7 separate regions of the Mus musculus genome follow, and all the other regions are linked to region 1. Evidence: chromatin contacts called from public Hi-C, HiChIP or PLAC-seq and promoter capture Hi-C data. All regions are on one chromosome and are shown on one strand. The core of a region is the stretch at or near the end of the contact, and the rest is flanking DNA. Distances in the headings are between cores, read along the strand shown. Region 1 holds the start of Ddx52 (DExD box helicase 52). Region 2 overlaps Heatr9 (HEAT repeat containing 9). Region 3 holds the start of Ccl3 (chemokine (C-C motif) ligand 3). Region 4 holds the start of Ccl9 (chemokine (C-C motif) ligand 9). Region 5 overlaps Taf15 (TATA-box binding protein associated factor 15). Region 6 holds the start of Taf15 (TATA-box binding protein associated factor 15). Region 7 has its middle 21 kb from the start of Ccl5.

Region 1 (3,863 bases), core at 962-3,461:
AGAAACTACTGTAATAGAGGAAGATTTCATGTGCAATAGCAATGAAATTACTATGCTTAGAGCTGTCCACATCATAGAAACAGCAGTTCTTCCTGTTTCTGTCAACACTGGCTCAATTAGAAGTAGACCTGACTGTCTTAATGACTAGATTAGCCAACTTTAATGTTTGTATGGTAGAACAAATATGTGAGAACAATCTAAAAAAAAAATTCTATGAGTAGTGAGCAAAGATCTTCAATGAATATTTTGTTTTTTACAAAGTCTAGCCTGGCCTTGAACTACAGATCTTCCCTCCTCCAACTTCAGAGTGATGAAACTGTAGGCAAGTATTACTATGCCCAGGTTTCTAATTGATTTTTTTTGTTTTTTGTTTTTTTAAATAATGGGTATGAGTGTTTTGTCTGAGTATCACATGTATGCCAGGTAACCAGGGAAACTAAAAGAAGGCATTCCATACCCTGGAACTAAAGTTATAGGCATTGTAAAGTGCCATGTGGGTGCTGGGAATTCAACCTGTATGCTCGGTAACAGCAGTCAGTGCTTTTAACTGCTAGGCCATCTCTCCATCTCCTCTGTGGCATTATTAAGACATAATTTTTAATTTCACTGAGACATAACTTCTAAGGAAGTGATACATATTTTTTCACAGAGTACCTCCACATTAGGATTATTATTCTCCAGAAATAGCAACACCTGTCCAAAAGGCTATGCATGACCATCATTGCAGTAGCAAGTAACAGCCAGTACCTAGGTATAATCCAGATGGCATCAACAAAGGTTGCTAGGTATGTGTTGTCTGACTTACCAGCTTGCACCGTTTTGGAACTGGAAAAAAAATGAGCATTAAGCCAATACTAACCTGAAGTCATCTTCTTTCTCTTTTTCTTCTTGGGCTCCTTACTCCTTTCCAACAGGACCCCTTGTGTTTTCTCCTCATTTGGGGGCTCCTGGTGTATTTGCAATGCTCCACATTCATCTGAGACGGACTTCTTGTTTCCGAAGAAGTCTAGTCCCTTCAGGACCTCCAAAGACTCGGAATCGAATTTCCTTTTTCCTACCTAAAACCCCAAAAGTTTTAAATGAAATTTACTGCCAGAACTGTTTCCATCCAACCGTGACTGGCTGTACGGAGGACGCAGGTTCAGTAATTCGCCTTTTTAACCTTTTCAAACAAGATTCTGTTGAGCTAAGTAGTGTGTTTAGGCAAACAGAATCCTATCAACAACAACAATGAATATTTATATACATTTACTACACGTCAAGGATATTTATTAGATATTAAATTACTTCATCCTCACACCAACCCTACAAGGTAAATAGCAGTGAGACAGAAGAGGGGAAAAAAAAATCCAGGCACCAGCAAGTAACTTAGTGAAGATCTCAGAAGTATTCACTAGCAGGCCCTGCATTTGATCCCAGAAATCCCTGCTCCAGGGTTCAAATGTAACCACAACACTGCAGTCAGGACGAAGAAACACAGACATCACCCTCCACAAAGGCTGTATTTTACAGTAAGGCTTATGTTTAAAATGTTTCACAAGTGAGTCCCAACTGACTTCCTTTCATGCTCACTACTTCTTTAAGAAACCCCCCGCATATCAGGATCACACTTTTGGTTGGCTACTTAAAATGTGGTTGGTTAGAGTGATGAAAAAACAAAACAAAACACCCCAACTCTCCACTGCAGTACAGCTATCTGTACATTAAGTCAAACTTGGGTAGCTTACAGTGAAAGCGTGCTTTCTTAGTTTCTAAGAGGGGTCTCGGAAAGGATTCCAACTTTGTGAGTAAAGTAAGATACCTGGGAATCAAAATGTCTGTGCCAGGCTCAACTGAGTCTACCGGGGCTCAGTAAACAGTCCTTCAGAAGTCTGGGGTAAATCTTAGGTTAAGCTAAATCCCAGGAGGGAAATGCTTGGGGGTGATCGGAGCCTGGCCTCGGGGTCTCCAGCGCGCCGGCTGCCCGGTTGGCGGCGGTCTCAATCTCCGGATCCCGCCCCTTCTCGGTCACGCGGCTCCCCGCGTACAGAAAGTACCTGGAATCGAGTAGCGTCTGCTGAGAAGCGCTTCACGTCGAACTTGGCGCCGGCTCCAAGCCGGCGAAACAGGTCGTAGGAATCCATCTTTACCCAGAAGGCCCCACGGCCTCCCGGCGCCTGCGTTTACCACTTTCTATCCGCGACTGCTTCCGCACAGGCCGTAGCGGAAGTCGCTCCAGGAGGCGGAGCCTGGCTGTGATAGGCGTGGAAAACGTGTGAGCTGGGAATTCGTTCACAAAATCCAAAATCGACGCTTCTTGTGCGTGGGAGTGTGCTAGACGTTTAGTGATAGTTTGATGAGCAACACGCCAATATTCTGCATTTTCGGTTACCGTTTAGAAAGGACAGAGATACTATTAACCAGTTACTGTAACTGAGGAAAATGGAAAGCATCGTGAGGCAAATTAAAAGCTGTGATGGGTTGAGAAGGGGTAGAAGCTAGTTTAGTTAGATTGGTTAAATTCAATCAAATTTGAACTGAGAAGGGGCCACTTTCCCAAGACATGGGAACAGCATTCCAGGGAAGAGAAAACCCATCTGAAGAAGGAAACGGATCTGAAACCTTGTTAGAACAGAAGCCGATCTGAGTTGCTCTCCAGTGCCACAGAAAGAAGGAAAAGGGGGTGGGTGGGGGGAGGGATGAAGGAAGAAATGAAGAAAGGAAAGAAAATTGGAGTAGCTGGAGCTAAGCTTACAGGGGCAAACAAACCAGGTCTCAACGCTGTAACAAGGGCATGATGAAGTATTTAGGTTTTAATCTAAACATGCTGCAAAACCAAAATTCATGGAAGGAGCAACTATCTTAGTTTATCCCATTTGATTTTTAGATTCATTCTCATTGTGTTTGAACTACTCGACTTTTTAAGTTTTGTATAACCTGTCTTCTGGAATGTAAGTCCACAAACATGAAGATCTATTTTTGCTTTATGATTGTATCCCTGGTTCTGTTTGCTTTCCATAAATGTTTGATGAATGAATTCGTGAAAGGGCCATACATGATTATTTGGAGTTATTTGGAGAAGGGACATGGAACAGATAAGAGTAGAAATGGAGACTAAAGTAGCTGTTGCTTTTATCTGGGTTGATAGCTATTCAAATGTGGATGGATTTGGGCTACAGTTTGGATATAGAGTTTAATGTACCTGATGGAGTTTGTGTAGGGTGAGGAAATGGATCCAGAGGTAGCTAAATATTGTGGTTTGAGCTGGGATGATGGCATGCCATTTACTGAACTAAGAAGAAAGGAAGAGCAGCCTTTTGGTGAGAATGAGAATCATGGAATTGTTACGTTTGTAGACATGTAGATCTCTACTTGATTAAGTGAAGACATCCAATTAGGTACTTGGACCCAAGAGTCTGAAGCTCAGGACTGAAGGCTGGAGAAACAAAACTGGGAGACATCAAAATATAAATAATACAATGCATAGACTCAAACATCATATGTCCATATCATTTGTGGATAGATCTATGATATAGAGAGGAGAGGGGGAAAGTTCAGTTCTAGTGAGACTTTCATTCTCGAGGAGAGCAGATGTGGAGTGAGCATAAGATGTCATGAAAATCTCTTCCCTGACTCCTCCTTACAGCTAACAGTGGGGACATCTTACTCTTTTAAATATATTTACTCCCTCTCTATAAATAGTATTTTGAGGAGACAGGAAGATGGCTCAACAGGTAGACACCAACCCTGCAAACTTGATGATCTGACTTTGATCCTGAGAACCCATGCAGAAGAACAGATAAGGCTGTGAAGACGTTTGTAGCATTTAGCTTAGGCAGGACCAAAGTTTATCCACGTTAATACAGTGGAGGTTATGGTCTCTC
Region 2 (3,449 bases), core at 25-2,524, 420 kb after region 1:
GGAAGGAAGGGAAATGGGGGATCGGTTTACTGGAGTCTATGGTTACTGGAGTCCTGTGGTTTTGTTCTTCCATTCAACTGGCCCACCCTGGATGAGCAGGAACTCACCAACGGCTTGAACTCCCCACAAGAGGATGAACAGTGCTATGCAGCCTACGTGAGGAGCATGGGCTTGGGGGGGGGGTGTAAATTGGAGGGGCAGCTTCCTGGGCGGTACTGAGATGGAAAGGGAAACAAGCTAGAGGTGGCTGGAAGGTGGCAGGGACACCCCAGATATAAAGTCTAGCTGTGTGCAGAACACGATAATTCTTGAGCTGGTGTCCAAGGATTCCCCTTCCCTCTCTTCTATCCCTCTTCCTGCAGGCTTTAGGGCACCTGGGCATCAGTAACAAGTTTGTCATGGAAGCACTGTGGCAGGTGGTGAGTCTGGGGTCTGCATGGAATTCAGGGAATGAGAAAAGAGGGTCTGAGGTATGGAGAGGGAAGATAGGAGTCTGGGCACAAGGCGCAAGACCTTCCAGAGCACCAGGAAAGGTCAGGTCCACTGTTGTGCGGTAGTCATGTCCCTGGCCTCCTTAGACGGCAATTTGAGAGTGGGAATCTGAAGATCCTTCTTGTCTATGAAAACACGTTGAATTGAAAAGCCAGAAAAGAGCTGGAGTCGCAGCCAGGCTTAGCCCATGCCTGCAAACCCAGTACTCAGGAGATGGAGGCAGGAAGATTACAAGTTCCACTCGAGCCTTAGCTACATAAGTTCAAGACCAACCTTGGCTGCATAGCAAAACCCTATCTTGAAACACTAAGGGCTGAGGCTATATATAGCTCAGGAGTAAAGCATTGGCTAGCATATACTAGGCCTTTGGGTTCTATCACCACTCATAGAGACACATACTGTCCTGGGACTGAGCTCATTCTGATTTAAGTAAAGCCTGCTCCAGGCTTACATATGCTAACCTAAGTGTCCCTGCTATGGTTGATGTTGGTCTGTTCTTCCTTCCTTCCTTCCTTCCTTCCTTCCTTCCTTCCTTCCTTCCTTTTCTTTCTTTCTTTCTTTCTTTCTTTCTTTCTTTCTTTCTTTCTTTCTTTCTTTCTTTTTCTTTCTTTCTTTCTTTTTCCTTCCTTCCTTCCTTCCTTCCTTCCTTCCTTCCTTCCTTCCTTCCTTTCTTCCTCACAATGTGCTGGCCTAAGGCCAAGTGACTACAATACTACACAGAGATGTGCATGTGCACAGAAGCCTGACTCACTGGCTTGGTGTTGTTCCATTGCACCATCCTGCATGTGTACTCTGTGTGACCACAAATAAGTCACATTCTAGCTCTCTGATATCTATTTTGTAGAAGTTACACTAAAACAATCCCTGAGGTTTTGACAAATCTATTTCTTTATGGTGTGTTTTCACTATTTCCTTCTTAAATCAGGCTCAAACTGGTTCAACAAAAGTGAAGAACGAGGCCTATAAGTCCCTGGCCAGCCTAGGTATGTTCTCACTCTCTGTAGGGAGTTGGGGAGGGACAAAAGTAAAGCCACTTTGTTCTTATAGGTATGAGTGGAAGGAAAGGGGTTATGACTGCACTCCAACCTTAGCATGCTACAGAGTCTGGGAACCACCCTGGGCACTGTTGGGCAAAGAGAAGATAGAATGAAAAGAAAAGATAGAGTAGAGGGAGGGACAGGGAAGGCTCTAGAAGTTGCATTCATGCTTAGCCAGCTCTCTGATCTCATGGGAGAATGGCAACCCCTGTTGGGCCTCCTGTCTTAAGAGTAAAGTGGTGTTCAATAGGTCCTTACCGAAAGGAACAGTCCTTAAGGCCCTGCCCTGACTTGAACACCTTCCTCATCCAGGTTGCTTGGATAAGTCTGTGATCAAGGCTTTCATCAAACAGTTGATGGAACACAAGGAAAGTCAAAGGCTGGAGACCCTGGTGGGGCTACGAGTAGCGCTGAACTCCTGGGCTGCTATGCCTAAGAACAAGGTGACTGAGAATGGAGAATCCATAATTGGGGCAAAGAAGGTCAAAGTCACTGGTAATTTTGGTTGGGAGTTGAGTGTGGAAGAAGGCTGCCTAAGTCTCAGATTTAATAGAAGACACTGCCCTTGTGACGTCCCCTCTAAAGTTGAGTGAGAGTATAGGCTGATTTATTCAGACAAGCTCTGTAAAGCTGAAATCATTAAATGGGATTCAGCAAGAAACTAGTCTGTCTGTACTCTTTCAGTTGGCGCTATCGTTATCATCACCTCGAAAACAGACCACTGAAGCAAAATGCCTGTCACAAAGGAGCAGAAACTAAAAGTCCACTGATACAGCTTTCACTTATGCCCCCCTTTAGAGCCCTGGTTCTTTAATTCCAACAGTACTTCATGTAAAATAGAATCGGTTACTCATCCATTTATTCTGCAAATTTGTATTAAACAGTTATCATGCACCAGACACTGTTGGTCCCTTGGGATATATCAATAAACCAAACAGGCAACAGGGCTTGTGGGTGGCAGGGGGGAGGAAAGGAGAGGAGACTCACAAAACAATTTAATTACAAAAGTTTATAGAATGTTAGAAGTCACAAGTGTGCAGGGAGGGAGGAGCACCAAGATCACTGTGTAGGGTGAACGGACAGGTTATAATTTAGACATGGTAGACAGGGAAGGTCCAGTGTGAACAATATATTTGAACAAAGGCATAAAGATGCTTTATAGATCCCTGAGAGAAAGTGTTCCAGACAGAAAGACTGGTCAGCCCAAAGGCAGAAACATGGCTGGCCTGGCCAAAGATCAGCAAGAAAGACAGTTGTTGAAGTGGAACAGAAAGAAAAGCAACAGGAAATGAAGGTCTAGTCACTAGAGTATATGTGGCTTAGTGGGCTTCTTAGGTAATGGGCTCTTAACTCTATGTAAGGAACTTTGAGAGTTCTTAAACTGTAATGTTCCTTTCAAAAAGCTCACTCTAAAGAGATGACTTAGGAGAGAGAAGGTGACAGCAGAAAGTAAGGGGGGATCGTGGGATGGCATCAGGCTTACTTTAGAGAGAAGGGTCGGAAGCAATATTCTAGAAAACATGAAGCCTGAGCCAGGTATGACAGCACCACCCTGAAATCCCAGCTCTAGTGAGACTGAGGCAAGACAATCCTGAGTTTGGGATCACCTATAAAAGGAGATCCTACTTCAAAAAAAAAAGTAAAAGGTGAAGAAGGCTAGCTGGAGACTCGGTGTTGCTCATTTCACCCATGTTTCCCTCTAAGAAGCCCGAGGTCCCCTATGAGGAAAAGCTGGTGCTTCTGCTGCAGAATCTGATATACAAGCCACTGAATGAAGAATCCTTAGAGGCAGCCCTGTGCTTGGGGTTCCTGAGGCCCAGCAACAGCATAGTCCAACAGTTCTTGCTACAATGTCTGAGTAAAGGGTCCATGTCCCAGAGGATGAAGGTATGAGAGGCAGAAGCCGGGATCTATAGGACG
Region 3 (3,652 bases), core at 831-3,330, 290 kb after region 1:
CTACGTCAGTTGTGTGACTGTCCCTATCACAGACTTGCTTTGTATTTATTGAACAGCACAGAAAACATCATCTGGGGAAAGAAAGGGACACATTATAGGAATCTTTAACAGGATTGGATTAAGTCACTGGCTCCAACTGACCCAGACAACAAACTGTACTATAAGCATCATGCATATCAGCCAATATCCATAAATGGGTTTTCATTTTAGAAGAGTTCTTTCAACATCTATATTTGCTGCTTTCAGCAAATGGTTCACATGCATTGTTCTGGGTCCAGGGGGATGGAAGAGGACATAATTTAAGATTATGGCAATGCTTTTGCTTAGGTTGTAAAAGTTGATCACATGAGAAACCCAAGGCAAATACTGCTGATTGTTACATTATTCTCTTAAAGGCTGAGTACACAGTAGGAGAGCAGACTTAAGTCCTAAGTGATCTCGGGTACATTATTAATTCTGAGTGTGAGACCCAGCAAAAGTTCCAGTCTCTTAGAATGTATGAGACATTTTTAAAATCATAATATTGCATCACCACAGCCTGCCTGTCAATTCTAGTCTTGGAGTGCAAAGATTGGGGCTAATATGGCAGACCAGCCATATTAGTGAGCTCTGGATTTGATTAAGAGACCCTGATTCAGTAAGTAACATGGAACATCGACGGCGGATGGTTCCTGACATCAGTCTTGCATCTCTACATGCACATGCATGCACACACACTCACATACATGAAGCACACACACACACACACACACACACACACACACACACACACACACATGCACACATGCACACTCACAAGCACCTTCTTTCAAACATGATGCTACACACTTGTAATCCTAGCACTCCAGAGCCTGAGGCAGAAGGATCATAATTTTGACTACCTAGTGAGACCTTGTCTCAGAAGTTAAAAGCAATTAAAAGTAAAACACTGGATAACTGCTTACTTTTAAACTAGTGATATTGAAAATGCTTTAAACTAAGTGAGTACATGAGTATGTGAGAGGACAGGAAGATAATATCTCACCAAATAAAATTTAAAAATCTCAAAATATAAGAAAATTAACCACTCACAGGCCCATCTCACAAGTTTTAATAATTCTTTAAAGTTTTTATTTTTAGTGATTTTTTAAAAAAAAATTCCAGTATTATTTATTTATAATGCCTGGGTTTGGTGTGAAAAACTGTATATTTCCAGATATTTGTAGAATTCTTCACTTTGTAAAACTTGTACAATGTTTCTTGATATTTTTATCACCAATGTTATGAGTGTACTTATGTCATTTTAATTTTAAGAGCTTCATAAACAAGCAATCCAATGTATATACTATAATTTAATTTATAATTTTTTCATAGTGAAAGGTTTTGTTTCTTTAGTTTCAAGTTATAATGACAATGGACCAGCTGTCTCAATATTTAGAGATGGCTTTACATTTGGGTTGTTTCCCCAAAAATCTTTCCTAGAAAGGCTATTTCTAGCTTAATGGAAAAAATATTTTTAGGCTTCTCACATATTAACGCCCACACTTGAAGTATCTTTATGATCCACAACTAATGTTCAACCCAGTGGCCTAGTCACTTTGCGGCTGATGATTGGACAAATGTCTTAAATGTGACCGCGTCTTCCCCATTGCTCGAGCTGGAGATGCTTTTCCTCAGTCCCTCACTGTGGTGGTAGGAGGGGCTGTTGTGCCACCATCCACAGCTATTCTTCCATGTGGTTAGAGAAGCTGAGAAATAACGAGAGTTTCCGTTCCATGGCAAGGAATGGGTTTGGAGTGTTTATTCACAGAACGGTTCTCATGAGATGGGACCAGCTAAGAATAGCCCTGGGTTGACACTGTCCTACCTCCTCCTGCTCATAAGAGAAACTACTTCCCCACAAGAAGAAAGAATAGGTCACGAGTTGAGAGCTGAGACTTATATCTCAGAGATGCTATTCTTAGATATCCTGGGCCCCTGTGGTCACTGTGGACCCTGGGTTGTGTAATATCCATCATGACACCATTGCTGTGCTTAAAATTTTCCCTCCTCAGCCCCGGATTCCATTTCCTCATCTGCTAGGGCTACCTATAAGAGAAGGGGCATATGGCTTCAGACACCAGAAGGATACAAGCAGCAGCGAGTACCAGTCCCTTTTCTGTTCTGCTGACAAGCTCACCCTCTGTCACCTGCTCAACATCATGAAGGTCTCCACCACTGCCCTTGCTGTTCTTCTCTGTACCATGACACTCTGCAACCAAGTCTTCTCAGCGCCATGTGAGTCTACACTGCTACAGGAGGTGTCCCCAGTCTCTGGTCTAAGGCAGACCATAGCAGTCTTTTCTGTGGTTTCAGAGTCTACAAGAGAAAAGAAGCTGGTCTTTCTCTTTGAGATTTTTATTTTCCTCTCTATGGTGTGGAAGGGTCTAACCTTTTATAGGTACCCAGAACTTGAAATCACAGTAAGGATAGTGTTGTCATGTACTTACTAGCCAGCCCTGGGATTCTTAAGGAGCTCTGCCTCTGGGATGTCTTATGGTGATGCTCTGGTGTCTTCTTTGCTGACTTCTGGTATTAGAGAAAGCTGTGGGAAAGACACAGGGCAACACATAGAGAAAGAGAAAGCCCACAGTGAAAATATAGATAGAACAGAGACAGAAACAATGACATTTCTGGTCCCAAATGCCCAAATGCCTTCAGATCCTTAGCCTTCCAACTCCCACCCCAAGCACCTTCCTCGCCTCTTAAGTTGTTTTAGGTGTCCTACCCTGTTCAATGATGACTTTCTTCCCCTACAGATGGAGCTGACACCCCGACTGCCTGCTGCTTCTCCTACAGCCGGAAGATTCCACGCCAATTCATCGTTGACTATTTTGAAACCAGCAGCCTTTGCTCCCAGCCAGGTGTCATGTAAGTTCTGTTCTCGTGCTTTTCCTGATAAAGTGGGGTGAGGAACAGTGTAAGAGAGGGTTTTTCAGTCGTGGGGTGGGGGCGGGGGTGCAGTCACAAAAAGGGAAGCACAGGATCATCTAAAGGGTGCCAGTGAGAGGACGGGAGCGATGGAGAAACCACAGAGGAAGTCAGACTCTCCCATTGGATATTTAAGTTTTTTGACCCTTACCTCTCTCTGTGTAGTTTCCTGACTAAGAGAAACCGGCAGATCTGCGCTGACTCCAAAGAGACCTGGGTCCAAGAATACATCACTGACCTGGAACTGAATGCCTGAGAGTCTTGGAGGCAGCGAGGAACCCCCCAAACCTCCATGGGTCCCGTGTAGAGCAGGGGCTTGAGCCCCGGAACATTCCTGCCACCTGCATAGCTCCATCTCCTATAAGCTGTTTGCTGCCAAGTAGCCACATCGAGGGACTCTTCACTTGAAATTTTATTTAATTTAATCCTATTGGTTTAATACTATTTAATTTTGTAATTTATTTTATTGTCATACTTGTATTTGTGACTATTTATTCTGAAAGACTTCAGGACACGTTCCTCAACCCCCATCTCCCTCCCAGTTGGTCACACTGTTTGGTGACAGCTATTCTAGGTAGACATGATGACAAAGTCATGAACTGACAAATGTACAATAGATGCTTTGTTTATACCAGAGAAGTAATAAATATGCCCTTTAACAAGTGACTGGTGTTGAGTTTTATTTTATTTTATTTTATTTTTA
Region 4 (3,682 bases), core at 64-2,563, 360 kb after region 1:
AGTGTCAAGGAAAAAGATGAATTAATGAAAAGGCATGAGTTGGACTTTGGGCTATTTAATACATGAGGAGAAGATAAAGTCTAATAATCACAGATATAAAAGAGTGAAGTTCTTTCCAAATGCACAGAAAACATTTCCAGTGAAATCATAGCCAAAAAAAATTTCCTAAATTAGGCAAAGAAACATCTAATCAAATAGAGAAGTCATTTAGAACACCAAAGAGACAAGACCCAAAAAGAACTTCTTCTTGTCATATTATAATTAAAGTTATAGTACTAAGTATTCAAAACAAAGAAAATGTGTAAAAAGCATCAAGAGAGAACCACTAAGTCATGTGTCAGGAGATGTCCATCAGCGTAACAGAGAGCTTGGAGAGGCGTTCCTCAAGCTTTGGAAGACATGAACCTCCAGCCCAGGACAGTATTGCCAGCAAAGGGCTCCTTCATAACTCAAGGAGAAAGGGGATCCTCCCTTGATAGAAAGAGGCTAATGAAACTCACGAAGACTGAACCTGGGTCCTCTGAAAAAGCAACAAGTGCTCTAAACCAGTGAGCTGGCTCTTTAGCCCTCTCTTCCTATTCTATTTGACCACATCAGACTAAAACCACAAATGAACAGCAAACATTCACAAACTCACGGAGATTGGATAACTGAGTGTGTAGACCAGACTGGCCTCAAACACACACACACACCTGCCTCTGGCTCCCAAGTGCTGACACCAAGTGGTGAACACCACCCCAACCAGCCTTAGATGTTTCTTCTGACAGACGTTCTAAAGATTTTTTTTCCTCTGATGTTAAAGTATATTAAAAATATCTAAAGGGGCTGGAGAGTTGGCTCAGCGGTTAAGGACACTTGCTGGCTTCAGTTCTCAGCATCCACATGATGGCTCACAACCATCTGTAACTCTAGTACCAGGGAATTTAACACCCTCTTCTGACCTGCACAGCACTGCATGTATGTGGTAGACATACACACATGCAGGCAAAACATGGATATAAAATAAATCTTTAAAAATTAAAGAAAAATAATTAAAGAAGGAGTTGACAACAATTTTATATATCTCTGGCAAGACATATAAGTTTACTTTTATAATCTATATCTGTCGGTCAGCTGTCAATGAGCATAAGCCAGCGTCCTCCAAGCTAACCTCTCATCAGGGGTCTAGAAGGATCCCTCACTCCCACCCTGTGGCCAGAGCTAAAGGAGTGAATGAATTTTATAAAAGGAGAAATCCTTCTGGAAATATTTACTCTCTCTGAATCAATTTGAACTTTGGAAAGCCCCAAGTCACCTTTGCCCTCCACTTCCCACTGCACACTGTTCCCTCTCTTAGAACTAGCATGTTGGGTGTTATGTAGTCAAAGGAGGGCATTATGAGCTGTACCCCAGGGACTTCCTGATCCTCTTACATGTATAAATAGCAAGACCGGGCCAGGAACAGCAAGCAGTCTGAAGGCCAGCTGGGTCTGCCCACTAAGAAGATGAAGCCTTTTCATACTGCCCTCTCCTTCCTCATTCTTACAACTGCTCTTGGAATCTGGGCCCAGATCACACATGGTGAGTCCTGTGGTGGTAACTGAAAATTTGGGGGGAGTTCCAGAAGGGGCAGCATTTAATAATTTCCATCCCAGACAGAGCAATGGAATTTACTTAGTACAGACCTGCCTCTGGCTATAGCCCCTGGATCAGTGGTTCTCAACTACCGGTTGCCACCCTTTTTGGAAGTCAAACAACCTCTTCACAGGGCTTGCCTAAGACCATCAGAAAACATAGATATTTACATTATGATTCATAGCAGTAACAAAATTACGGTTATAAAGTAGTAATGAAATAACTTTATGGTTGGGGATCACCACGACATGAGGAACTGTATTAAAAGGCTGCAGCATTAGGAAGGGTCTGGTCTGGAAGCTGGTACACAAATGGCTTGCTTCCATTTGGAGAAGCAAATGTTTTCCTTTTTCATAGCTAGAATTATTTGATAACTTTTCCTAGCCAATCCTAGCTGACATTGTAGTTAGATCGAAATAACTATAATTAAAGCATACATTTGTAGAAATGAATATAAAACTCTGTGATGCTAGAGTTATTAGATGTCAGCTAGTATAGAACCATCATTTTTAAGGCATTGGGACCAGTCAGGCCAATGGCTCATCCAAGGTCACCATTTCATCTGAAGCTATGATATTTTAGTTTATGGAGGTGACCAGGGCTCAACACAGAGAGGTCCTGTGAAATAAAAGAATGTATTCCTCAACTTTTCTAAGGAGGAGAGATACATCATGTCTCACAGAGCCAAGGAGAATATTGGAGTTAGGCCAGGAGGCATAAGTAATGAAATAGAGAAACTTGTGTCAGATTCTTTATTGGAGATACTGGAAAAGAGGAAGGGCACAATGCAGGGTTCAGTTAAGATTTCCTAGACTGAAGAAGTCGAGCAGACTTTGTATATATGGATGGTCTTTAAGGATCTAGCTTTAGGAAGAGTTAGGGCAAGGGAAATACCAACATGGTGTTTGAGAATGATAAAGGTTGGGTGCTGGGCTCAGTGAGAGTTGGTTAAGAAGCAGTTAGCCCCTCCCTGTGGTCAGGATTTTAAGTATGCCAGAATACCATAATATGCAGAAAACAAAATACAGTTAGTAGAGTTAGCTATTGCTCAACTGTCCAGATGTTGATTCATTCTTCCTCTGGCATCCCTGAGGGGTGGGACAAATGGAAATGCATCATTCTTGTAGAAAAAGAAGAAGTTAGAAGACAAGCAAGCCTTGTATATATTATTGCCCTGCTCACTTTTCAAACCAGATAACTGAAACAGAGAATTGGAACAGCCTTCAATAATGTAAGACCGCATGAGTAGTGATGGGTAAGACTAAGAGGCAGATTAGTAATCATGCGTTCAAGAACAGGCACTGCTTCTTAAGATTTACTTTGGAAGCCACCCACACCACATCAAACTTGTTAAATAATAGCCGTGCACCCTACTACAGATAATTCATATGCAACCATTGAAGACATGATATAAGGGATTAGTAGTCTTGTCTTAGCACAATGCAAATTCCCAATCCTTTAGCAACAATCTTTGGGCTTCGATATATTTGGGATAAAGGATTATTATGGATTTTAAAAAGTGATACATTGCTGGATGTCACTCAACATCCCTGATGGTTTTTTCTTCAGTGTGTCCTTTAATCAGGCATTTATATAAATGTGGACTATTAGGAGCCTCATTTCACTTCAAGGGACTTTGTGTCACCAAAGGGGTTTGTGCTTCAAGTCAATAGAGTTTTTGGTTTTTTTGTTTTGTTTTGTTTTTTAAGATCCCAGAAAAATCTCATGTCACCTAAGGGGATAAATGAGTCTAGAGCAGATCCTAGACTCCAAGTGTGTGATGGTGGTCCTCAGCAGAGCCTTCTCAGCCTTGGCAAGAATCGGGGTGGGGATGGTGAGTAGAGATGCTAAGACAATGATGCTAACCTCTGCCCTCTGTCTCTTCCAGCAACAGAGACAAAAGAAGTCCAGAGCAGTCTGAAGGCACAGCAAGGGCTTGAAATTGAAATGTTTCACATGGGTAAATATTTCATTACAGCTTGTACTGAGAAGCACCAGGTGGTTGCAGATCAACACCAGAGCATCCCCCTACCCGATGACAGAACAGAACAAGGTCATGAGGGTGGTT
Region 5 (3,613 bases), core at 796-3,295, 450 kb after region 1:
AATGCCAACATTTCTTTAGCCTTGTCCAAGACAGCACCCACTTTTGTTATTATTCTAGTATCACTTCTGTCAAGCACTGTTGTAAGGCTGATTGGAAACCCCTAATAATTTAAAACACCACGTCAGCTACCTTTATAAAAGGAAAAAAAACCCTATTGTCAAAACCCAGTGAATTCCTCATTCATCGGTCACAGACTCTTTCATGCAATACACTGTGTAGAGAACGCATTGGACTACTTGAGATCAGATTTGGCTTTTAATATGTACTTGGATATAAGAGTGTATACAGAGAGTACTTTGTAATGCACACAACACACGAGCCTCAACAGAGTAAGAAGGGCTTAGACTGCATCTGCGGGATATTGGTGGCTTTTAGATTTATATAGCATTTCCACTGAAACATTTTGGGATACTCAGCACTTACCACCAAAATTTTTGAAGCCACCGCGGTCACCACCACTGCAGAGGAAAAATTGAAGAAATGATTTCTTCCTTAAGTAAGTCTCTAATGTGCTGAGCCCTGGGCTCAATCTACACTTAACTGTCACAAGTAGAGTGCCTAGAAAAATAGTAGCACCAACTTTCCAGTAAATCCATTTCAGAGTTCAATGATTCAATCTAAGTGCTTTCCCAAGGATTTATTTCCACAAGCTGTCTTCTCACATTTATAACACATCTAATATTACTTTTTATGTTAAAAAAAATTCATCTTCCCAACCCCAAGCCAAAAGATTACTACTCAAACCATAACTTAAAGCTGCAGGCACAGCATGAAAAATATGAAATTAGAGTATTAGGACTATTTTTAAATATAAGAAAGAAAAAACTAAAAGACTAGAGGAATAAAAAGTAAAGTTAGACTTTGATAGCAGAACAGAAAAGGTAAAAACTTGAAGACAGATTCTGCTGTGATATTAAATTATGGATTTTATTAATTTTTAAAGGGATAAACTTTTTTAAAAAATGAGTCTGAATAAAGATAGTCTTAAAACTTTAAACTTAAGACTGATAAAAAGTGAGGACTAAAAAAAAAGCTAAACTCAAAACTTCTCTCCATGATCCACTTTAATATGAGATCTTTTCCTATCACAGCAGAGGTTCAAGCTGCCAAATGGTCTAAAGACCAAACCAACAAAATATGTGAAAGATGCAAAGCCACAGAATGACTTTGACAAATTTATACTGTCAGTTAAGTCAATGATCCTTGTACACATAAGGTTTTATGTAACAAATCTAAGCAGCTCATGCTAACCAAGTAATTAAAACAAAAAACCAACCAACCAACCAACCAAACAAACAAACAAAAAAAGACCCCAAAATTCTCAAGTGAAAACCTTCTATAACACAAGTGCTGATAAGGAACTAACAGTTTCAGATTATATCTGAGTTGCTGCTCATCTATCATGATCCTAGCAGCTAACCTATTTATTATCTGCTTACAAACCTCTGCTCTAGGGACTACCCAACTCTAGATGGCTTTTCTGAATTGTCCAATTAAAACTAACTAAATAAGAAAGCTTTCTCTTTTTAATTACACTACCATAAAAACATTTTGCTTTGCAATCAACTTAGGACAGACACAAGTGTTTTAATTTGCTTTTAAATTGTATAAGTCCCAGAAAACCCTTCTTTCTAGCAGGAGAATAAGGTTCATTCAAGGCTATGTAGACCATACTAAACTGAAGTCCTTCATAAATACAGCTTTGTATTTAAAATTACTGTTTTAGCACAGTACCTAAACTTTCCCTGTACTTTAACTGAAAGGTCTATCACTGCTACCTCTTTAAGAAAGAGAAGCTACTCATTACTATTTTGGTTTTAGTTTCTTGAGACAGGATAAGGATGGTCCTGAATTTGCTACCTAGATAAAGATGAACTTGAGTTCCTGATCCTTTTGTGTTGAGGTTTGGCCTTTTGCCACGTAAGATACTGCTAAATTCTCTATCCCAAGGTCATTGCCTCAAGACAAGTGAATTCTCAAGTATACCAGCTTTTGTTATGCAAATCTTGCTCTTTAAAACTACTTGTTGAATAATGATGCCTACAGCCTGTAGCTGGGCAGAAAAGAGGTAGTAGTAAGCTTAGGTTCCTGGGCTTGGGGTCTGAGACAGAGTCCACTAGGAGTGAGCAGAAAGAAGGCAGAAAGCGCCATGGGGTAAGTATAACTTGAGTGCATAGCCATGAAGGCCCACCTGTTGGCGGTAGGAGTGGCCCAGGTGTAACATTGCAAATGGTATTTGGAGAGGGGGGGTGTTTACTGATAGGAAAGTAGACAAAAGAGCAGAGGGTTGATATCTGCCCAGTTCTAATGCTTTAAGGCTTATTATAAACATAAAGGTTTTGTGTCTTTTTTATTTGGAACTAAATGATTAAGGTGGGGTAGAAACCCCCAAATAAAGTTTACCACAACGCTTTTGCTTCCTCCTCTAAAGTACATTTGTCATAAACAAGCAGAGGTTAAATTGTTGAAAATAAAATGTTCCCCTTCTTTTTCAGTACTGGGGTCTCATGCTTGCTTAAATGGTCTATTTTCCAAGCCCCTTGAAAATTGTATTAGAAACCAAGGTTCCTTCAAAAATGAACCTTAGAACCCCAGTGACAGACAAGAATTAAAATATCAAGCCCACATTTCTTAAAACTTTTTTCCTTGTATATGGTGCATGCATGCATGGGTGTGGGTGTGGGTGTGGGTGTGGGTGTGTGTGTGTGTGTGTGTGTGTGTGTGTGTGGTGTGTGTGTGTGTGTGTGTGTGTGTGTGTGTGTGTGTGTGTGTGTGTGTGTGTCGGGGGGGGGGGGGTTACACCCTAATTGCTATATTGTCCAGCCAGGGCTACACAGAGAAACCGTGTGTGTGTGTGTGTGTGTGTGTGTGTGTGTGTGTGTGTGTGTGTGTCGGGGGGGGGGTTGTGTGTGTGTGTGTGTGTGTGTGTGTGTGTGTGTGTCGGGGGGGGGGGGGGGTTTACACCCTAATTGCTATATTGTCCAAAAAACAGCTGATCTGGCCCACAATAAAGAAAAATATACAGTGTTATGTGTAAGGGAGACTCATTTCCATTCTTTTTTTTTCTTCAAGACAGGGTTTCTCTGTGTAGCCCTGGCTGTCCTGGAACTCACTCTATAGACCAGGCTAGCCTCGAACTCAGAAACCCACCTGCCTCTGCCTCTGCCTCCCAAGTGCTGGGGTTAACTGTTTAAAAGGAAAAAAAAAAAGATAGAGATGACTCAATGGTTATCTTGCTGCTCGTTCAGAAGATCCAAGTTCAGTTTCCCAGCACCCATGCTCAGTGGTTGCAATAAAACTGCCTACAATTCTAGCTCCAAAGGATCCAATACTCTATTCTGTCTGTGGGCACCACCACATGGCAAATATTTACAAAAAAATAAATACACATAAGTAAAAGTATTTTTTAAAAGATGCATCCTCTAAAAGGATATATAACATTAAGGCTGAGTTTCCTTTTTTACAAAACTCAGTCCTATACCCTTACTATTCAAAGGGTAAGTATAAGTATAAACATAGCCCAAGAGCTTCGCAGAAAATGGTAATTTGCATTTTAGTAAGATCCCCATGTAACACATTATATATATTTAAGTCTAAGAAATACCATCCTAA
Region 6 (3,618 bases), core at 942-3,441, 470 kb after region 1:
GATTTGCAAGACCTATACTCTCTATCAGTTAACTGCCAAAATAGCTCTATGCATACCACACTGGCTTCTACATTTTTACCATGGGTCTTTCTGCCACAGCAAACATCTAAATAAGTCAATTAAATTTCTAAGTGTAGTCTGGAATGTTTAAAGGATGTAGCTTATTAATAATACTAGTTACTTACAGGGGGGGATTTATTCTGTTAAGTGTATTAATTTAACACACATTAAACAAGTCACTTATTCAAAAGTCAAGGTATTTCATATACATCACAAAACATATTAAGTTGTATATAACAGTAAGAAAAAAATCCTAACTTAAGCCTTTAAATTTAAATCTTTCATTGAAATTACTCAGTCCTATAAAAATGTCATTGTCTTATATAAATAATTACAATAAAAAACCAACAGTGTGGACCAAATGTAGCAAGCTTGCAATGCCACTCAGGAAGCTGTTAAAAGATGATGAGTTCAAAGCCAGCCTAGGACACACTGGAAGATCCTGTCCCAAACAATCCCTGAGCACTGCTTACACTGAATCTTGGTAATTCCTACATGAAGAGAGCTATTTAATTTTCTAAGTCACGGTTAACCTACATATACCCTTCCTAAGGATGCACTTGTACATCCTTTTCTGGACCTTTACCTGGAAAAAATATGCCAATTTCTCCTCTGGAACTAATAATCCCTTGTTTGAACAAAAAGCAGAATTTAAAAAGAGCTAACTTCACTTCAGCCTAGCTTTTTCCACCATACAGGTACCCTACCCAAAAAGATGAGATTTCTAGCTCCTCAGTATCATTGCTAATCTGAGGGAAGACCATCATTCTCTGTCCCGTCTTTCTCGCTCCTTTTGAATCTTCTCCAATTGCAGATTTGATCATACACATCCCTCCAGGTGGACTGGGAAAACCTTTAGAAAAGGATTGCCAATTAATTAATAAAAGGGCAAATCTTCCAAGCATAGTGGTGCACACCTTTAGTGCCAGCGGTTAGGTGGATCTGTGAGTTTGGGGCCAGCCTGGACTCCATATCGAGTTCCAGTTGAGCCAAGGATACCTCATGAGATCCTTTCTCTCATAAGTAGGTGAAAAACTACCAAAGTCATTATGTCATCTCAGCCATATGGCTTTAGGCAATGTTTTCCTCAGAAGTAAAGAACTCTCGTTCTGGGTCTGTCTTTGCCACCTGTAAGTGTAGCCCAAAGAAAGGACCTTATGTGGTCAACTGGAACTGTTAGAATTCAGAGGACTTTTAAGTTCTGGTTTAACAGGACCCAGACTGCCTGTCCGGAGGGGGGAAAGCCTCACTTCCACACAGCAGTGGCCTCTATAAATACTAATTTGAGGAAGACGCTGTCCTTGGTCTCTAAAGTCTTAAGGGAAATGCCACGAAGACCTAAAAGTGCTCGTCAGTAACTGGCAAGGCTTAATTCTAAGTTCAGGAGATTAACAAGTGGAGGAGGGAGTACAAAGGTGAAGCCCAATAAACAAACACCGCCCCGCAACCCCAATGGTTACAGCAGAGGGAATGACCGTAGCGCGACTTCGGGTAAGGCAAAGTGCTTCGAAAAGGGCTCCCAGAGCGTAAGACTCCCACCTGATGAATGGGTGAGTCAGGAAGGCCCAGCTCCACTTCTCGGATGGGGAAACAGAGGAACGAGGTGGCGAGACGACCGGCCGGAGGCCTCGCTGAGAGATCTGAGTCGGCGCGGAGGACCCGAAGCCCCCAGTCCTCAGGCTGATGCTCAGATCTCGGCTCCCCCCGCCCTTACGATGGCGTAGACGGGCCTCCGCCCCCCCCCCAACTCACACACACCCTCCCCGGGGAGCTGCTCATCTCCCCAGGTTCCAAGGGCAGGATCAAAAGAGCTCCGGGGCGCTCCCGCCGTGATTTGTAGCCAGGGAGCGTTGGGAGCGTGCGTGCCTCCGGTCCAACATGGCGGCGACGCGGCCGCCCCCCTCCCTCCCCCCACCCCAGCCTCCCTCAGGCCGGAGTCTTTCCCTCGCGGCCCTCCGGTGGGCGGGAAGACGGCCAGAACCCACCGGACCCCTTCTCGCCGCTGCCGCTGCTCGCTGACGGAGTCACCTACCCGACATGACTAACAGCCGCGGCGCGGAGCCCCGCCACGGCCCGCGGAGAACAAGGAAAACGAAAAGCCAGGCGGCGCGGCTGCTGGAGCTGCTCTGAGGGCGGCGCGGCGGGCTGAGGCCGACTGCGGGCCCTCGGCAGCCAATCAGCGCGCGGCAGGCGATACCACTGCGCCGAAGCCGGAGGGGTGATTCCACGCCACTCCGTTCCGCCGAGCCTTAGAGTCCTCCCGGATCTCCCCTCCGCGACCGTACCATTATTGAGAGGGAATTGAGAGAGGAAAGTACCAATGCCCTCCTGGGGCTAGGGGAGGAAAGCGAGCCAGCTCGCTCCGCCCCATTCACAACCCCAGTTCTAGTTTTACCGGGTCTGGTAGACTTTGAAGCTATGAAGCGAAAGACGAGGCTCCCCTTTTATAAATAAGAACTTAATGCCTGGGAAAGTCGATTCTTCCTTTAAAATCGGGAATGGTGTGGTCGGCCTCGCTCGGGCTCTTGCTGCAGAACTTGAACCACTTGGGGGCGTCCCGAGTCTGGGCAGCGAGCGGAACGAAAGTCGTGACAAGCTCCATACCTGATCGCCTCCGGGGCTGTTATAACCACCTTGTCCAATAAAAAAATCGAAGTGAGACCAGAACAAAAATGTGACTTCAGTCTAAGTCACGCGCATAACTGGCTCCGGGAATAAGGAGACACGGGAATGGATCTTTCTTAGTCCTCTGTAACAGCTAACTCTTAAATTGTCAGCGCCTTACATCATCTCATTTAATTCGCACAACAGACTGATGAAATAGTTTCCCCCAGTTGCGGATACAGCCGGATAGCCTGAGGCTAACCAAGGGCAAAGGTGGAATTTTGAAGCCTGGTAACCAGACCCTGTTGCTAAGGGGTTTTACCGGAAAGCCGTAGAGTAAGCTCAGTTGGGAAAAGGGCTTGGAAAACTCGAGAATCTGCAAGGACATTTCCCCGAGTGAGTGACACCTGAACGAAGACCTGGGTGATGAGTTATTCAAGTTGAATTGGGCAAAAGATCTGTCCAGACTTGGTGTAGAACAAGTAATTTGATATGTTTGAAGTGTAGCCTCCAGGGGAGAAAAGTTGAACTTGCCAGAAAAGTAGGAGGGTATATAGCTGAGGCCTCTTAGTTTGAACTTTGTCCTGAAGGTGGTGGATCCACCCACTAGAGAACTTCAAAAGGTGGAGATTAGATATGTATTTTCCAGCTGTAGAATGAAGAATAGGTTGGAGTTGCGAGGTGCCTAAAAGTGGGAGAGAGAAGCGAGACTAAGAATTTTGCTCAGTGATCCAAGCCTGGCCTAACATGCTTGAGTCCCTGGGCTCAATTCCCAGCACTGATAATTTTTAAAACCAATTGAGGTAGCATGGCCCAGTACTAGAAAGTGGAATCAGGAGGACCTCTGAATTTGAGGCCAAACTGGTATACATAGTGAGTTCCAGGACACACAGGACTGCAGAGGGCCTTTTTTATTTTTGTCTTAAAACAAAATATTTTAAGCAGGAAGATCAC
Region 7 (3,767 bases), core at 883-3,382, 390 kb after region 1:
TTGTAAGTGAAGATACCGTGTAATAGGAGAGATAATACCCCAACGAGGCATCACATGCTACCAAACTAAAAACCCCAGTGGCAGCAGTGGCAGGAATGGGTTACATCTTTTTGAGTAGTTTGCCCTAGGAGTCCCATAGACTCCCCCAACATTACAAGCTTGGTTATTCTTTACAACACTAAGGCACCATGGCTGAGGATACCACATCCTTACATTACAGAACGTGGAGAAATCGAATTGATACTCATCTGGGAGCTTCCCCTCTTCTGGCTCTGAGGCTAAGGACCTGAGACAAGATAGGCCATGGGAAAAACCTACTACTACTACTACTCTGTTAAATAAACATAGTCATAAAACGAGCCCTAATGACATATTGCTATAGCCATAGATTAGCGCGCCACTCAACTCCTCAGAGAGGCTTCTGGAAGTAGATGGTAATTAAAACAGAGGCTCACAGTGTGGGAAGCCATTGCAGAGTGGCAGTTACAGAGTGGCAGTTACAGAGTGGCAGTTACAGAGGGGCAGTTACAGAGTGGCAGTTACAGAGTGGCAGTTACAGAGTGGCAGTTGGCTACTGCTGGCCACCACACATACACAGGCAGTAAAGGTTCTTTTGCCAAGATGAGGTTTTGAGAATTAACCAAAGTTAACCAATCAGATGAGAGACAAGTTAACCAATCAGATGTGAGACACGCCTCTCCTAGGCATATATAAGCAGCACCAGTTCTGGGCTTGGGGTCTCTTTGCCTCTGCAATCAAGCTCTCCCAATAAACGTGTGCGGAAGGATCCTGTTGCAGCGTCGTTCTTCCTGGCCAGTCAAGCGCGCGCAAGATCACAGCTGGACAACATGCAAACAGTGAAAGGATCGGAGTCAGCACAGGAACACCGAGACCAAGTCCTCAGCACAAAGGAGATTTATTTACCTCAGAGGGACAGAGGGCAGGGAATAAGAGACAAGGACATGAGATAGAGAATAAGGGAGAAGGGGAAAAGAACAAGGGAGAGGAGGGAAGGGGTATTTGCCCCAGAGGGCCAAATGACTGCCTCTGGCTAAAGAGGAGACAGAAGTAGCCCATAGGTAAATGACAGTTCATAAAGGGAAAAGGGGAAACCCTGAGTTAGGACGACTTGGCAGGTGTGGTGGCTTGAATATGTTTGGCCTAGGGAGTGGCAGTATTAGGTGGTGTGGCCTTGTTAGAGTGGGTGTGGTATTGTTGGAGAAAGTGTGCCACGGTGCGGGTAGGCTTGGAGACCCTCCTCCTAGCGACGTGGGAGCCAGTCTTCTGTTTGCCTTCAGAACAAGATGTAGAACTCTCAGCTCCTCCAGCACCATGCCTGCCTGGATGCTGCCATGCTTCATGTCATGATGATAATGGAAACTTAGAACCAGTAAGCCAGCCCTAATTCAATTAAACCCTAATTAAATGTTCTTTATAAGAGTTGCCCTGTCATGGTGTCTCTTTACAGCAGTAAAAACCTAACTAAGAGAGTAGGTTGTTGTTGGTTTTTTTTTTTGTGGGGGGGGGGGGGGGGTTTCGAGACAGGGTCTCTCTGTATAGCCCTGGCTGTCCTGGAACTCACTTTGTAGACCAGGCTGGCCTCGAACTCAGAAATTCGCCTGCCTCTGCCTCCTGAGTGCTGGGATTAAAGGCGTGCGCCACCACGTCCAGCTTTTCTCTGCTTTTCATTATGACTCTCTCTCTCTCTCTCTCTCTCTCTCTCTCTCTCTCTCTCTCTCTCTCTCTCTCTCTCTCTCTCTGTTTTGCTTTCAATACATCCCGACCACAGTTTCCCTTCTCTCCACTCCTTCCTCTCTCCCTAACTCCACCTCCCCTCTCCCCTAACTCCACTCCTCTTCTAGTTCTCTTTAGGAAAGAGCAGACCTCCTGGAATATCCTCTGAACATGGCCTAAAAGACACAGTAAGTCCAGGCATGACCCCTCATGTAAGGGCTGGGTGAGACAGCCCAATAGGAGGAAAGGGTCCCAAGAGTGAGAGATGAGAGTGTCAGAGACACCCCACTCCCATTGCTAGGGGTCCCACAACAACACCGAGCTAACAGCCACGTATCATATATGTAGAGGACCTAGTGCAGAAGAGCCACGCAAGCTCCACGATCGCTGCTTCAGTCTCTGTGAGCCTCCATGAGCTCTGCTTTGTTGAATGGCTTGCCTCTTTAGCCGGGTGTCTTGAGAGCTTGTTGGGGTAACCGGGATCCAGGCTTTGACCTTAAAAATCTCTAGTAATGTGACATCAATTAAAGCTGCCATTGAGGGTAGATATAATTCGTTAAAACCTTAGTAGAAACTATGTGGTATTTCTGGACAGTGGCCCAAAGGAAGGAACCTGGAGCAACAGTCACCACTGGAGAATAGAGGGGAACCACAGAAAAGAGAAGCCAACAGAGGGGAAATCCCAAATTCTTTGTACACACTTAGTCTAAGCTTCTGGCTTGAACCAAACAAACTTCAGTTAGACTGAAAGCATTTGGCAGCGAAAGAAATAGACCAAGATCTGAGCCGCTATCCACGACAGGGTGCAGTTTGAACCCGAGCTTGTGGTCTGGTGAGACAAAGACAGAAACTCATCAGAGCAGTGCGGTAGAATCTCCAGAGTCACCACCATACTCACAGAGTCACCCCCATACTCACTTGTCCAAGATAAGATCCAAAATGACTCAACAGGAAGTGAGACCCAACCTCAAGCAACAGAGATAAGGGCATCACCAGGGAGGAACTATAAAGCTGTAAGAAACAAAAGCCCAGCCAGTGAGATGGCCCAGGGGGTTGAAACGCTTGCCCCCAGGCCTAACAACCTGAGTTCCATCCCTAGAGCTCTCATGATGGAAGGAGAGAAATCAACTTTTGAAAATTATCCTCTGACTTCCACATGCTGTGCTATACAAATAAATAACTGTGAAAAACCACTCTTACTTCTGAAGCCTACCATAGACCTGCTTGAGTGATTTAAAAATATAGACTGGGCTTTAATGCATTGCTCATCCAGGAAAACAAATGCTGAGTAGCCTGCCCCACTGCCAATCACCCCCCCCCCCACGTCAGACTCCAGTATCAATGTTCTTCAGGTGGGTTACACACAGAAGTCACGAAACACAGCACAGGCAAGGATGGAAGCCAGAGAGCTATGTGCTGCCTTCGCACACATCTCCCACAAGGCACTGGTGTACAGCACAAGAGTGCGTATCACACAAACCTCAGTTCAAATCCCAGCCCCATCACTCAGGACATAAAGGCTAGCAACTGCAAACCCCCAGTGTACAAAAGGATTCATCTCACTTGACCCCAGGTCGCACCCTCTAAACCTGACCTGAGCTCTACTAATCGTGGCCAAAAGAGCTAGTGTGCTGAAGACCAGCAGGCCAGCCAAGGCCTACCTTTCTGTGGTGCTAACAGAGACACTGAGAGATGCAGTCTCGTCTGTGCATGTACTTAACTAGCCGATTGACCAAACCAAGAGTCATGGCTGAGTCTTGAATCACAAGTGAAAAGAGTGGATGTACTAGTCAGTTGCTGAGAGGCGTGATAAATTGGAACCCTGATCTATTTACCACAGGGAAATCTGTTACGTTCTGGGAAAATCTGTTATGTTCTCAGTTTCACTGTCCCCAATCTTGAAAATAGTCCCTAGATGACAAGCTTGTGGAGTGAAGTTTCAATACAGATAAACAGGCTGCAGGACATATCACTCCAGGGGATGCTATCCCAAACAGACCTCTTTGGCACAAGGATTACCTTGTTGTTATTAT

Evidence for each region. Promoter capture Hi-C pulls out the DNA fragments that hold promoters and counts their contacts. Hi-C and Micro-C count contacts between places; a contact is called where the count stands out from the background. HiChIP or PLAC-seq counts read pairs in DNA pulled down with a chosen protein or histone mark.
Region 2: a contact with region 1 is called in a FOXA1 HiChIP or PLAC-seq map of pancreatic cancer cells. The contact joins the enhancer-like site here to the promoter of Ddx52 in region 1. A contact is called at or near these places in 11 of 39 promoter capture datasets (the 3T3-L1 cell line, 3T3-L1-derived adipocytes, the C10 cell line and 8 more), 2 of 484 Hi-C or Micro-C datasets (embryonic stem cells and liver), 7 of 115 datasets of contacts at active chromatin or transcription factors (the 230-238 cell line, bone marrow-derived macrophages, forebrain and 4 more) and 3 of 9 other capture datasets (adipose tissue, embryonic stem cells and macrophages).
Region 3: a contact with region 1 is called in a Hi-C map of B cells, with 1.7 times the contacts expected there. The contact joins the promoter of Ccl3 here to the promoter of Ddx52 in region 1. A contact is called at or near these places in 6 of 39 promoter capture datasets (the 3T3-L1 cell line, 3T3-L1-derived adipocytes, hippocampal neurons and 2 more), 1 of 15 datasets of contacts at CTCF or cohesin (large pre-B cells), 2 of 484 Hi-C or Micro-C datasets (B cells and the C10 cell line), 3 of 115 datasets of contacts at active chromatin or transcription factors (bone marrow-derived dendritic cells, effector CD8 T cells and memory CD8 T cells) and 1 of 9 other capture datasets (adipose tissue).
Region 4: a contact with region 1 is called in an HNF4G HiChIP or PLAC-seq map of pancreatic cancer cells. The contact joins the promoter of Ccl9 here to the promoter of Ddx52 in region 1. A contact is called at or near these places in 11 of 39 promoter capture datasets (the 3T3-L1 cell line, the C10 cell line, the SN4741 cell line and 7 more), 1 of 15 datasets of contacts at CTCF or cohesin (large pre-B cells), 7 of 484 Hi-C or Micro-C datasets (B cells, cerebral cortex, cortical neurons and 4 more), 8 of 115 datasets of contacts at active chromatin or transcription factors (the NIH/3T3 cell line, acute myeloid leukemia, embryonic limb bud and 4 more) and 3 of 9 other capture datasets (adipose tissue, liver and macrophages).
Region 5: a contact with region 1 is called in a promoter capture Hi-C map of trophoblast stem cells, with 2.7 times the contacts expected there. The contact joins the enhancer-like site here to the promoter of Ddx52 in region 1. A contact is called at or near these places in 16 of 39 promoter capture datasets (the 3T3-L1 cell line, 3T3-L1-derived adipocytes, the C10 cell line and 11 more), 11 of 484 Hi-C or Micro-C datasets (B cells, conventional dendritic cells, cortical neurons and 6 more), 5 of 115 datasets of contacts at active chromatin or transcription factors (the 230-238 cell line, bone marrow-derived macrophages, embryonic forebrain and 2 more) and 1 of 9 other capture datasets (liver).
Region 6: a contact with region 1 is called in a promoter capture Hi-C map of pre-B cells, with 7 times the contacts expected there. The contact joins the promoter of Taf15 here to the promoter of Ddx52 in region 1. A contact is called at or near these places in 18 of 39 promoter capture datasets (the 3T3-L1 cell line, 3T3-L1-derived adipocytes, the C10 cell line and 13 more), 7 of 484 Hi-C or Micro-C datasets (B cells, CD4 T cells, cortical neurons and 3 more), 16 of 115 datasets of contacts at active chromatin or transcription factors (the SCID.adh cell line, T-cell acute lymphoblastic leukemia, acute myeloid leukemia and 13 more) and 3 of 9 other capture datasets (adipose tissue, liver and macrophages).
Region 7: a contact with region 1 is called in an H3K27ac HiChIP or PLAC-seq map of T-cell acute lymphoblastic leukemia, with 4 times the contacts expected there. The contact joins the enhancer-like site here to the promoter of Ddx52 in region 1. A contact is called at or near these places in 17 of 39 promoter capture datasets (the 3T3-L1 cell line, 3T3-L1-derived adipocytes, the C10 cell line and 11 more), 1 of 15 datasets of contacts at CTCF or cohesin (large pre-B cells), 28 of 484 Hi-C or Micro-C datasets (B cells, the BV-2 cell line, the CH12 cell line and 18 more), 13 of 115 datasets of contacts at active chromatin or transcription factors (CD8 T cells, the NIH/3T3 cell line, T-cell acute lymphoblastic leukemia and 8 more) and 2 of 9 other capture datasets (adipose tissue and liver).

The regions. Positions count from the first base shown.
Region 1 is chr11:83,940,438-83,944,300 of GRCm38.p6, reverse strand. Ddx52 (DExD box helicase 52) reads right to left here and starts at 2,211. Exons shown (of 15, transcript NM_030096.2): 1 at 2,037-2,211; 2 at 860-1,058. The coding sequence starts at 2,123.
Region 2 is chr11:83,515,141-83,518,589 of GRCm38.p6, reverse strand. It overlaps Heatr9 (HEAT repeat containing 9), which reads left to right. Exons shown (of 15, transcript NM_001045543.2): 5 at 100-156; 6 at 363-419; 7 at 1,418-1,475; 8 at 1,842-1,972; 9 at 3,234-3,416. The region is part of intron 2 of Gm32650 (a long non-coding RNA gene); the gene reads right to left. Among named protein-coding and RNA genes, the nearest start is that of Gm23247, 4.3 kb to the left of the region's middle. Within about 2 kb of position 1,274, at least 5 of the 459 cell types and tissues checked have an H3K27ac peak or open chromatin away from gene starts, as enhancers often do. A contact at or near this core is called in pancreatic cancer cells, where this site is marked.
Region 3 is chr11:83,647,806-83,651,457 of GRCm38.p6, reverse strand. It overlaps Ccl3 (chemokine (C-C motif) ligand 3), which reads left to right and starts at 2,080. Exons shown (of 3, transcript NM_011337.2): 1 at 2,080-2,256; 2 at 2,778-2,889; 3 at 3,115-3,615. The coding sequence starts at 2,181. The coding sequence ends at 3,205. It also overlaps a transcript of Ccl4 not described here.
Region 4 is chr11:83,576,267-83,579,948 of GRCm38.p6, reverse strand. It overlaps Ccl9 (chemokine (C-C motif) ligand 9), which reads left to right and starts at 1,313. Exons shown (of 4, transcript NM_011338.2): 1 at 1,313-1,560; 2 at 3,503-3,574. The coding sequence starts at 1,485.
Region 5 is chr11:83,494,108-83,497,720 of GRCm38.p6, reverse strand. It overlaps Taf15 (TATA-box binding protein associated factor 15), which reads right to left. Exons shown (of 16, transcript NM_027427.3): 8 at 425-459. Among named protein-coding and RNA genes, the nearest start is that of Gm32650, 16 kb to the left of the region's middle. Within about 2 kb of position 2,045, at least 11 of the 459 cell types and tissues checked have an H3K27ac peak or open chromatin away from gene starts, as enhancers often do. A contact at or near this core is called in embryonic stem cells and trophoblast stem cells, where this site is marked.
Region 6 is chr11:83,471,681-83,475,298 of GRCm38.p6, reverse strand. Taf15 (TATA-box binding protein associated factor 15) reads right to left here and starts at 2,191. Exons shown (of 16, transcript NM_027427.3): 1 at 2,093-2,191. The coding sequence starts at 2,099.
Region 7 is chr11:83,549,191-83,552,957 of GRCm38.p6, reverse strand. No RefSeq gene overlaps it. Among named protein-coding and RNA genes, the nearest start is that of Ccl5, 21 kb to the right of the region's middle. Within about 2 kb of position 2,132, at least 95 of the 459 cell types and tissues checked have an H3K27ac peak or open chromatin away from gene starts, as enhancers often do. A contact at or near this core is called in B cells, CD8 T cells, the CH12 cell line and 8 more, where this site is marked.